3 separate regions of the Zea mays genome follow, and regions 1 and 3 are each linked to region 2. A link is a contact called in public Hi-C data. All regions are on one chromosome and are shown on one strand. The core of a region is the stretch at or near the end of the contact, and the rest is flanking DNA. Distances in the headings are between cores, read along the strand shown. Region 1 holds the start of LOC100273767. Region 2 holds the start of LOC100284560. Region 3 holds the start of LOC100127515 (ZCN4 protein).

Region 1 (3,299 bases), core at 4-2,503, 250 kb before region 2:
GGAAACTGCACGCGCCACGCCTCCTTGAACACGTCCGGCGGGAAGCCGGACCACCAGTAGTTGCCCACCGGGGCAAGAATCGCCACGCCGGCGAGCCTGGACCGATTCCAAGACGAAAACACATGACAGGGAAAAGCTCAAGTACTCTGTACTGACATTCAGTTGGCCTACTAGGCTAGCTATAGTAGCACCCACCTGTGCGGGATGTACTTGAGGCAGCTCCACATGATCTCGCCGCCCATGGAGAAGCCGATGAGATGGAACTTGGGGCCGAGCTGGAGATTGTCCGCCAGCTCCGCGATGTCAAGGGCGACGCTCTTCTCTGTCCGGGCCGGGTGGGCGTCGCTCTCGGCGTACCCGGGCCGGTCAAAGGACAGCAGGTAAATTCCCAGCTCTTCCAACAGCCCCTGCATGAGTTCATCACAAAGCCAAACACTTGAATCTTCTGAAAGTGAAAAGAAGAGTGACTGCGGTTACTGTGTCGAAGAAACTCATAGTAGTCACCTGGGAGACATTCAGCACGTCGTATCTACAGCAGTCGAAGCCGTGAACGAATATGATCTTGTACTTGGCCTTCTCCTTTGGGACGCCGGATTCCAGGTACGCCAAGTGCCGGCCGTCCTTGAGCCTTGTTCTGGGCGCCGTGACCGGAGGCCCGCCCGGCGTGCCGGGGATCTTAGACGGCGGCGGCTGAATCTGGCTGTACAGCAGCGCCGAGAAGGAGGCTAGCAGAGCGAGAGTCACCTTCTTGGCTGCGCCTGAGGAACGAGAAAACAGGCCACGGATTGAAATCATGTCAGTGGAACGCCGGCCGGGCAAGCGAATACACATGAGTGTTGACCGATACGATAGAGAGGGCAAAAACACAGTAGGAGAGGTGGAGTACCAGAGCGCGCCGCGGCGGGTGGTTCGCCCGTCTTGCCGAGCGCGGCATCGGAGCCGCGTGCGGAGCCTGCGACGTCCGTCCCTGCCATGGGCTGATGGGCTAGCTGCGTCCACGGTCCGGCGGCGGCCACTGAGCGGAAGGGGCTCGCCTCGGCTGCCTGTGCCTAGAACGCACGCGAACGCGCTTGACACACGAGATAGGGAGTTCGCGCTTGACACACAAGATAGGGACGGCTGACAGCCTGCCACTGCCACTGCCACTGCCGTCGCGGTCGCCGTCGCCGCTGCCGCTGCCGCCGAGCCCTCTTGCTCCCTTATAAAAAAATAATATAAACGTACACGAACGCGAGCGCTGCCGTTGGTCTCAATGGGACTACGGGGAGCAGCTTGAGCGCGAGATGAGGCCACGATGCCGCCAGCCCGCGACCGCACGAGCGTCCCATGCTCCCATCCCATCCAAAGGCGGCACACAGCACATGGGAAATGACATGGGTACTGCAAGAGTCAGCAATCCCTAGCGCTGTCACAGTCATATCCTCCTTAATTGCCATCCTTTGCTACCACTCCATGTCGACATGAATAGTTTCAGCAAAATGCAATTTCAATCATGAAATTCCCCTGCTATCATTTTTAGCAGAAATTTGCTTGAAGGGCTGTGGATGCTAAATTTTGGTCACATATTCTTTAACTTAATTTTGTTGCAACATACAAGTAAGTGCGATTTCTCAAAGAAACAACCTAGCTGGCGATTGAATGAGTTTATCTCACTGAAGGATTTTAAGTACGTATCAAAGTTCAAAGGTTTACCTTATCAAAGTCAAGTGCTGCATTGAGACCGAAGTCACAATCTATCACCATCAAAGATAAGCGCAGCATTGGGGCTGAAGTCACATTGCTATCAATGGCTCTCCCAAGATAGAGTATACTTAATTTTAGAGAGCTCGTGATTAGTATAATCCGATTCTATTAGGATTGCGTCTACAATGATTAGGATCTACAATGAATAAGGATTGGTTGTGGTTATATATTAGTATATGTCAGTGTTATGTACTAATATTTTACTCAGGATTGGTTTAAATTATTCGATGGCCAGTAATAATTTATGTCGGTGTGGTAATTGTTATACACTAATATTTTATTTAATAATCAATATTGATACTTTAGAAATAATTTATAAGATATTATAATATTTGTTCGACATCAGTTCATTCTATTGGAGTCCGTATATTTATAATAATATTACACATTTATATCGTTAATATAATATTAGTGTTACGGTGATATTTTTCACACGGATTTTTGCATATTATATGATGTTTATCATTTTGTATCTATGTTTTATACTGTTTTTAACTCATATGGCAACACACAGACACATACCCAGTACTCCTTAATTGCTATCCTTTTTTATTGATATGAATAAAAATTTAGTAGAAAATAGTAAAATACAATCTTGTGTCTTCTTTAATTGGTTATTTAAATATAGTCAAATTATACTTTGAATATCGTCTCACTAGCCAAAAATGAAAAACAAAACACAGATAAAATATAGAAAAGAAAAGATATAGAAAACAACTTGTATTTGATAACTCTCTGGTAACAATGCTTCTCGATAAGACTTATCTCGTCCAAGGCAAATAACACGCTATAAATCCTGGCCTCCAGCCAAAACACATGAACTTCCCTCACCGTGCCCGAGACAAATAACTTGTGTCATCCTCTCCTCTCCACAACACACGATTTCCATGGATTTACTAGAGCTAGAGCGGATGTACGCCTCTACGCCGTGGTTGTACAAGAAGACGACAAACTAGATTTTCAAAGTAACATCATGGCAGTTGCGAAGCACACAAGAGTCGAGCATGAGAAGGAGAGCGATCTAGGGATGGGTAGGCTGACGCTGGTTGCACTAATGGAACCAACTAAACCACCTCTTGGGACAATTTACTCGACCTTACCCCATGTGTCGGGCCACCCACTTTTGCATGCCTCTCTATGGTTGGAGAATGAGGTCGTTTTATTGGTCGACCGTGTGGAGCGGCCTTCTTATTGATATACTTAAAGAGGACCTGATAAAAAATAGAGATGGCACTAACGAGTCGGTCAGATGTCTTGGATGTATTTTGCTTTCACGTATCTATCTCTGGACATCACTGTTTGAAGGCCCGAGGTTGCTGGTATCTCTGGTCATCCATGGACCATCCATGGTAGGTAGCCGAACCCTCCACGTGGGGTCTGGACCATTCGACCTTAGGGCCCGGACCATCCAGTGTACGCAAGACAGGGGATTGTGATCGAATATCTGAGCATAATTGTCCTTAGTGTTTTAGTCTTAATGGTGATCTTTAGTGTCTCCTTCCTATGAGGAGTCTTCTATAAAATCACTTTCCTGAAAAGAATTTGCCTTTTCTCAT
Region 2 (3,192 bases), core at 665-3,164:
GGCCTCCCGTTGCCGCCGCCGACGCCGTATGTGCCTACGCAGGTAGAGGAGGAATGCGAAGAGGCCGAGCAGCAGAGCGAGGCTGCGGACGAGACGGCGGCGGCGGCGGCGCCGGCGGTGGTCCCATCTCTTTCTTGGCCGCCCCTCCTGCGGTGACGGCAATGGCCGTGGCGGATGTTGGCGCGCGTCGGACGGTGGTGGTGCCTCCGGCCCGCACATCGTCTCGCTGCTCTTTGTTGGGCACTGTGCTGTTTGAATATGTTTATTAGGAGGGACTGAGGGAGGGTGGGAGCTGATTTCTTGCAGGATCGCGTGTGTCGCAGCTGTAAAGACGACTACGTGGTGCGTGCAGTGTTTTCTACTTTTCTTGCAGGCACAGTTAGGAATCGCGGTTCTTCAGGCCGGGAGTCCGGGCCTCCGATCCGGCCCATGAGCGTAGAGACACGAATCACCTTTTTCTCCCTTGAACGTAAAAGTTGTTGGAGTGATGAAACACGAGAACACCAGAGCAACACGGCATTTTTTCCAGTGTTGTCCACACGACTACAGCACAAGAGACGTCACAGTCTTATTAGGTCCCCCTGCCATACATAGAACCACTACTACTTTACTTCGCAGCAGCAGCTATATATATGTCAGCACGCACGTACACACAAGCAAAAACACTACACCGCCGGCCTCGTCAGTCGTCACTTCTTGCAGACCAGGCCAGTGCTGGCCTTGCCGCTGCCGCAGAGCGCGTCGGTCGGCTCCTCCACGGTGACGCCGCCCACGGGCCCGTGGTCCTCGCCAGCGAACCGCCCGACCTCGCAGCTGGTGTCGAAGATGCCGCCGTACACCTGGAACCTTCCGGCGCCGCCCATGACGGGGACCCTGGCGCCCGCGTCCACCCCGGCGGCGCTGACGTAGCCCGGGCGGTAGGTCTGGCCCAGCACGCCGTGCACGTCGGCGCTGAGGGCGTAGAACTTGAACGCCACGTTGAGGTGCGCGAGGCTGCCGTCCCCGGGGCGCAGGCCGTAGCCGTGGACCCTCGAGTCCTCGGCGGTCACCGGCACGGCGTTGGCCACGGCCCGGAACCGCCCGTCCAGGCGCACCACCACGCCGTTGGCGGGGCCCGTGCGGAACACGGACAGCGCGGGCGCCGCCGCGGGGCTCCAGCTGGCGCCGGCCACGGCGTCCAGCGCCACGGGCACCCCGTCGAAGGTGATGGCCAGCCGGTCCTCGGCGTCGTCCCAGACGGCCGTCCTCCGGACGCCCAGGTACAGCCGGTGCCCGCCGAACCGGATGCCCAGCGCCTGCACCCACGTGAAGTCCCGCGCCGGCGCGGCGGCGCGCGCGTCGTTGCGCTTGCCGATGAAGTGCGCGTTGATGTGCAGGTTGGCGTCCGACACCAGGCAGAAGTCGGCGTCGCGCCGGCCGTGGAACAGGAACTTGTTGCCGTCGCCTCCCACGAAGCGCGGGTCGTAGCACTCCGAGCCGGTCAGCTCGCACACTGCTCGATCAAAATCTTTGAGCAGGATTATATATATACTTGGGTTATGTAGATTGTAGAGTGTGCGTCGGCAATTGCTTACGGCAGACGAGCTTGCAGGACGGGCAGTGGACGTAGCAGGTGTCCCGGCAACCGCGGGGACACTGGCGCGCGAGGATGGAGCACGTGGGTTCCGACCCTTGCTGCCCATGGGTGCTGTTGTAACAGCTCACGTAGGTGGGGGGCGAGCCGGGGCTCATGTATACGGGGATCACATTGGGGTCTGACGAGATGGGGTTCTTCGGGTCCATCGGCTGGGCTCCCACTGCCGCGACGACGAGAAAGGAGGCGATCAGGGCCACGGCGGACCGCCGGACGGACGCCATCTCAGTTTGGGTGCCCGGCCGGAGATGGAGACGATGATGATAGTAGGTGAAGGCGGACGCGCTGATGTGACTGGCTGGCACTGTGTGTAGTAGGCCTCCTTTAAATAGTCGGCGGTGAGGGGGTGTGCTATGCGAACATCGTCTCTGACTAACGACAGTGTCGTTGGAACCAAGCATGGCTTTTTCATGGATCAAGTCTCGGCAAGTCAACTGTTCACCTGGATCACATGAAACGATTCCATGCTTGTCATGCCGGGGAAGAACGCAGGGCGAGAGTACGTACGTAGTCAGAAGACGGAACAAGTTGATGAAATCTAGCTGTTTGTTTCGATCTTGATACTAGTGTGGAGTAAGATCCTCTCCACGTTACCACAAACAGAATATACATGGTCAGCATCATCTGCAAAAGAGAATTTAACTGCCACGTTACCGCAAACAGAACATACATGGTTAGCATCATCTGCAAAGAGAAAATTTAGCTGTCCAGCTCATAAGGCAAAGGAACACGCAGCGCGGCACCGGTTCAGCCTTTTGAGTTTGCTAGCTCTGGTCATGTCATGCGAGTTCTCATTCAACAACATGGAAATGATGAACCATTTCAAAAGAAGGAAACGGGCGATGAACGAACAGCACAAGGGTAGAAGCCACCCAATCCAAATAGATATACCACGGTACATTTTTGTTGTCAACAAAAACCAGGTGTCTGGATGTAATTACCTTTGTAGTTCTAAAAAAACCATGGACATATAAAAGCTTGAGAAATACCACACCTCTTTATACCAAAGTCTGGCACACATCTTGTTCTAAAATCAAAGTTTACTGACACTACAGTTTCTCAAACCACAAACATCCAATACAGCCTCTTGTTTGGATGTACTTCTCGAAAAAGTGTGGTTCTATAAGCCAAAAAAGAGGCCACAACTTGTGAGTTACTAAGAACTCCAAATGACTGCACAGTTTTAATAAAACCATGGCTTTTATAAACTACCAAGATTTGTCATATCCAAACAGAGTTCGTCGCTTTTAAAAAACAACATATTTTACAAAACCCTAGCTTTATCCAATGCTACTTTGCATCCAAAGAGGACCAGATGCAAATGGAAACACATGAGTATGGCACAAACTTTAGGGGGAGTAGACCCTAGAGGTACATGTTGCAAACAAATTGTAGCTTTGTTAGCTGCTATCACATTGCTTCAGGCTTAGCCGCTTAGAATGCAACTTGCCTAACAAGTCATCCCATTTGGACCACACAGCTGGACCATCGTTGGAGTTTGCATATTGCACACAACACGTACTGTAAATCCACAATGTGCATAGGTAGAGTGTGTTAGC
Region 3 (2,997 bases), core at 371-2,870, 170 kb before region 2:
AATTTAATTTTCTCAACCTCATATTTGAAAGTTTTAAGTTCAACATTTAATCTAGCAATTTCATCATTCAACTTAATAATGGTAGAGGCATGATTAACGCAAGCATCAATATCAAAATCCTTACATCTATTACAAATTGATACATGCGAAAGAGAAGAACTAGACACATGACATTCATCCAATTTATTACTCAGATCATCATTAGCATTTTAAAGAAATGGAAGAATGACATGAAGACAACTCAGCAGATAATAAATCATTCTTCTTCTTTGACCATAGAAATTTGGAAGATTGTCAATACCCTCGTCGAGAATGACAGTGCTATCAATGTAGAACTACCATATATATGCACCTCACATCTCTTTCTTTTATTATGAGCTTCTAAATCGTTGTTGGACGAGGAAATGAAACTTTGATATGTGGTAGTTCTAAATAATTGAACTTTAAAATATGAACTGCTCATTGTTTAGTGTTAGTAATTTTCAACGGTTTAATAATTACTCTAAAAAATTAAAACTTTAAATATATAAAACACCCATTGGTGGACTAAAACAATCTAATTAAATTCTATAATCACACTTTGTCCGTCGGAAATAACTAACACTAAGGTGCTGTTTGGTTGGGTGTAAGGAGTGGTAACGACAATGGAATCAGCAGCCGGTGTTATCCGGTGCAGAGTAATGATTACTGCCCTTTGTTTGGTTATTGTGGGCAGCGTTTTCTGTTTTTATGGTATTGGATGACGATAGGTGGGGAGTGGGAATGAGATTCTACAGGCTTATATCTGATAACGCTGTTATCAATTACGGAGTACACTAACCAAACTCTAAGGAACGGTATCAGCTATCCCAGGGAATGGTTACGGGTCTAAAATGGCTGAACCAAACAGCTCCTAAATCATATTGGTGGACGATGCGGGCGCATGGACGATGCGGGCGCTCGGTGGCGGGCATGGGCGCTGGCGCAATAGAGGGGGCGCGGGCGGGCGACGGGTGCGCATGGTGAAACGACGCGACGGCTTGTTGAGTGGCTCGATATAGGCCGGCGTCAGTCGTCAACAGAGAAAGCGAGTTGAAGAAAACGCGCGTGAGGCCGGGAGGAATGCGAATGGTGTTGGCTCGTCCATTTCCTAACTTATCCTATTTCTGAAGGCTTAAACAAAGACCGTCAGAAATTATCCGATGGTTATCAGACTAAACCATCGGACATAATATAATTTCTGAGGGCTTTGTCTGACAGTCATTGGAAATTATATTATTTTTGACAGCCACTATAGTCCGTCAAAAATTACATTACTTTTGACGGTCTCAAGGACAGCCGCTCGAAATAATTGTGGTCGTCGGATTTGCTGTAGTTCTATGTTGTGCTCCCTTGCAATTGCAAATCACTCTTGTAACTCTCTGAGAACAAAACATGTTTGACCAAAGCGGTTTGTGCATATGAGCCGGCAACGCATTACTTTAGCCACCGCCTTCTTATAAAGAGAAGAAGGGAACCAATGGTCGTCATGCATGTCCTTGTCGAACCTTTCGGGAATAATCGGATCCCAAGACCTTTTTGTATTGTGCCTGTGTTTTACGACAATGAGCCAATGATTCAGGCGAAAACGACGGGTCAAGAATGCTGTTGTTAATTATTCACGCTCCATTTCTCCCAGCCCGCGGCTGGCTATAAATAGAGGAATGCGTCGGCCACTGAGCCGCAAACCAAGACTGCTACGACCTCTCATATATATTATCAGAGCTTAGCCATGTCTAGAGCGTTGGAACCTCTGGTCGTCGGCAAGGTGATCGGGGAGGTCATCGACAACTTCAACCCCACGGTGAAGATGACGGTTACCTACGGATCCAACAAGCAGGTGTTCAACGGCCATGAGTTCTTTCCGTCTGCGGTTCTGTCCAAGCCGCGCGTGGAGGTTCAGGGCGACGACATGAGGTCCTTCTTCACGCTGGTTGGTTCCCTTGTTGATATCTCCTCAATTTCTCTCGCACAAAACTGAGATGCGATTGATCAGTTAATCTCTCTTAGCTTACGACGACAGGTGAGTGCATGCATCGTCGTCAGCTTAGGCCCTGTTCCAATATCGCGAGATAAACTTTAGCAGCTTTTTTTTAGCTACTTTTAGCCATTTGTAATCTAAACAAGAGAGCTAATGGTGGTAATTGAAACTAAACTTTAGCACTTCAATTCATATAGCTAAAGTTTAGCAGGAAGCTAAAGTTTATCCCGTGAGATTGAAACGGGGCCTTAATTAGGCCCGTAGTACTGTAACAAATTTCAGCTTTTGCAAGCTGATGATGCCGTTTGTTATTATATATATATTATTGTTGTTGTGTTCTTCAGGTCATGACTGACCCAGATGTGCCAGGGCCTAGTGATCCATACCTGAGAGAGCACATCCATTGGTGAGCGTAAACACCGGCCTGTTTTTTTCATTAATTAAGAGTAGTAAGAAAGAACCAATTGTACATAAAGGTTCAAGCGCATATATGACTAGCTAGTTGACTATAAGGATTACTAGAAGTGCTCCGCGCTAGCTGCTGCACAAATCATTCTAAAAAATGACTGAAGCAGCCAGGTGCACACAGCCACACACACGTATATATAATACGGTTACGCATGAAATATAGCTGACAAGAGAGTAAACTTTGGTCGACACCTCTTTACAGGATCGTCACCGACATTCCTGGAACAACTGATGCTTCTTTCGGTAAGCGCCCCTTCTTCAGTTCATCATCGATTTAATGTTAACGAACTAATTCTAGCTAGACAGGAGCTAATTAAAAATCGAGTCCGTACGCAATTACACATGGATGCAGGAAGGGAGTTGGTGATGTACGAGAGCCCGAAGCCGTACATCGGCATCCACAGGTTCGTCTTCGTGCTGTTCAAGCAGAGCAGCCGGCAGTCGGCGCGCCCGCCCTCGTCCGGCGGCGGCAGGGACTACTTCAACACCCGCCGCTTTGCCGCCGACAACAATCTTGGCCTCCCAGTTGC

Evidence for each region. A called contact is a pair of places that touch in the nucleus more often than the background predicts.
Region 1: a contact with region 2 is called in a Hi-C map of ear, with 2.3 times the contacts expected there. The contact joins the promoter of LOC100273767 here to the promoter of LOC100284560 in region 2. A contact is called at or near these places in 4 of 25 Hi-C or Micro-C datasets (ear, leaf, root tip and 1 more).
Region 3: a contact with region 2 is called in a Hi-C map of tassel, with 5 times the contacts expected there. The contact joins the promoter of LOC100127515 here to the promoter of LOC100284560 in region 2. A contact is called at or near these places in 2 of 25 Hi-C or Micro-C datasets (ear and tassel).

What each region holds. Positions count from the first base shown.
Region 1 is chr2:59,695,146-59,698,444 of Zm-B73-REFERENCE-NAM-5.0, forward strand. LOC100273767 reads right to left here and starts at 1,254. Exons shown (of 4, transcript NM_001148171.1): 1 at 887-1,254; 2 at 505-758; 3 at 196-407; 4 at 1-96. The coding sequence starts at 974.
Region 2 is chr2:59,949,001-59,952,192 of Zm-B73-REFERENCE-NAM-5.0, forward strand. It overlaps LOC100284560, which reads right to left and starts at 1,915. Exons shown (of 2, transcript NM_001157455.2): 1 at 1,575-1,915; 2 at 482-1,492. The coding sequence starts at 1,857. The coding sequence ends at 690. It overlaps LOC100191324, which reads right to left. Exons shown (of 8, transcript NM_001136758.1): 8 at 2,614-3,154.
Region 3 is chr2:59,776,381-59,779,377 of Zm-B73-REFERENCE-NAM-5.0, forward strand. It overlaps LOC100127515 (ZCN4 protein), which reads left to right and starts at 1,621. Exons shown (of 4, transcript NM_001112772.1): 1 at 1,621-1,951; 2 at 2,344-2,405; 3 at 2,670-2,710; 4 at 2,820-2,997. The coding sequence starts at 1,751.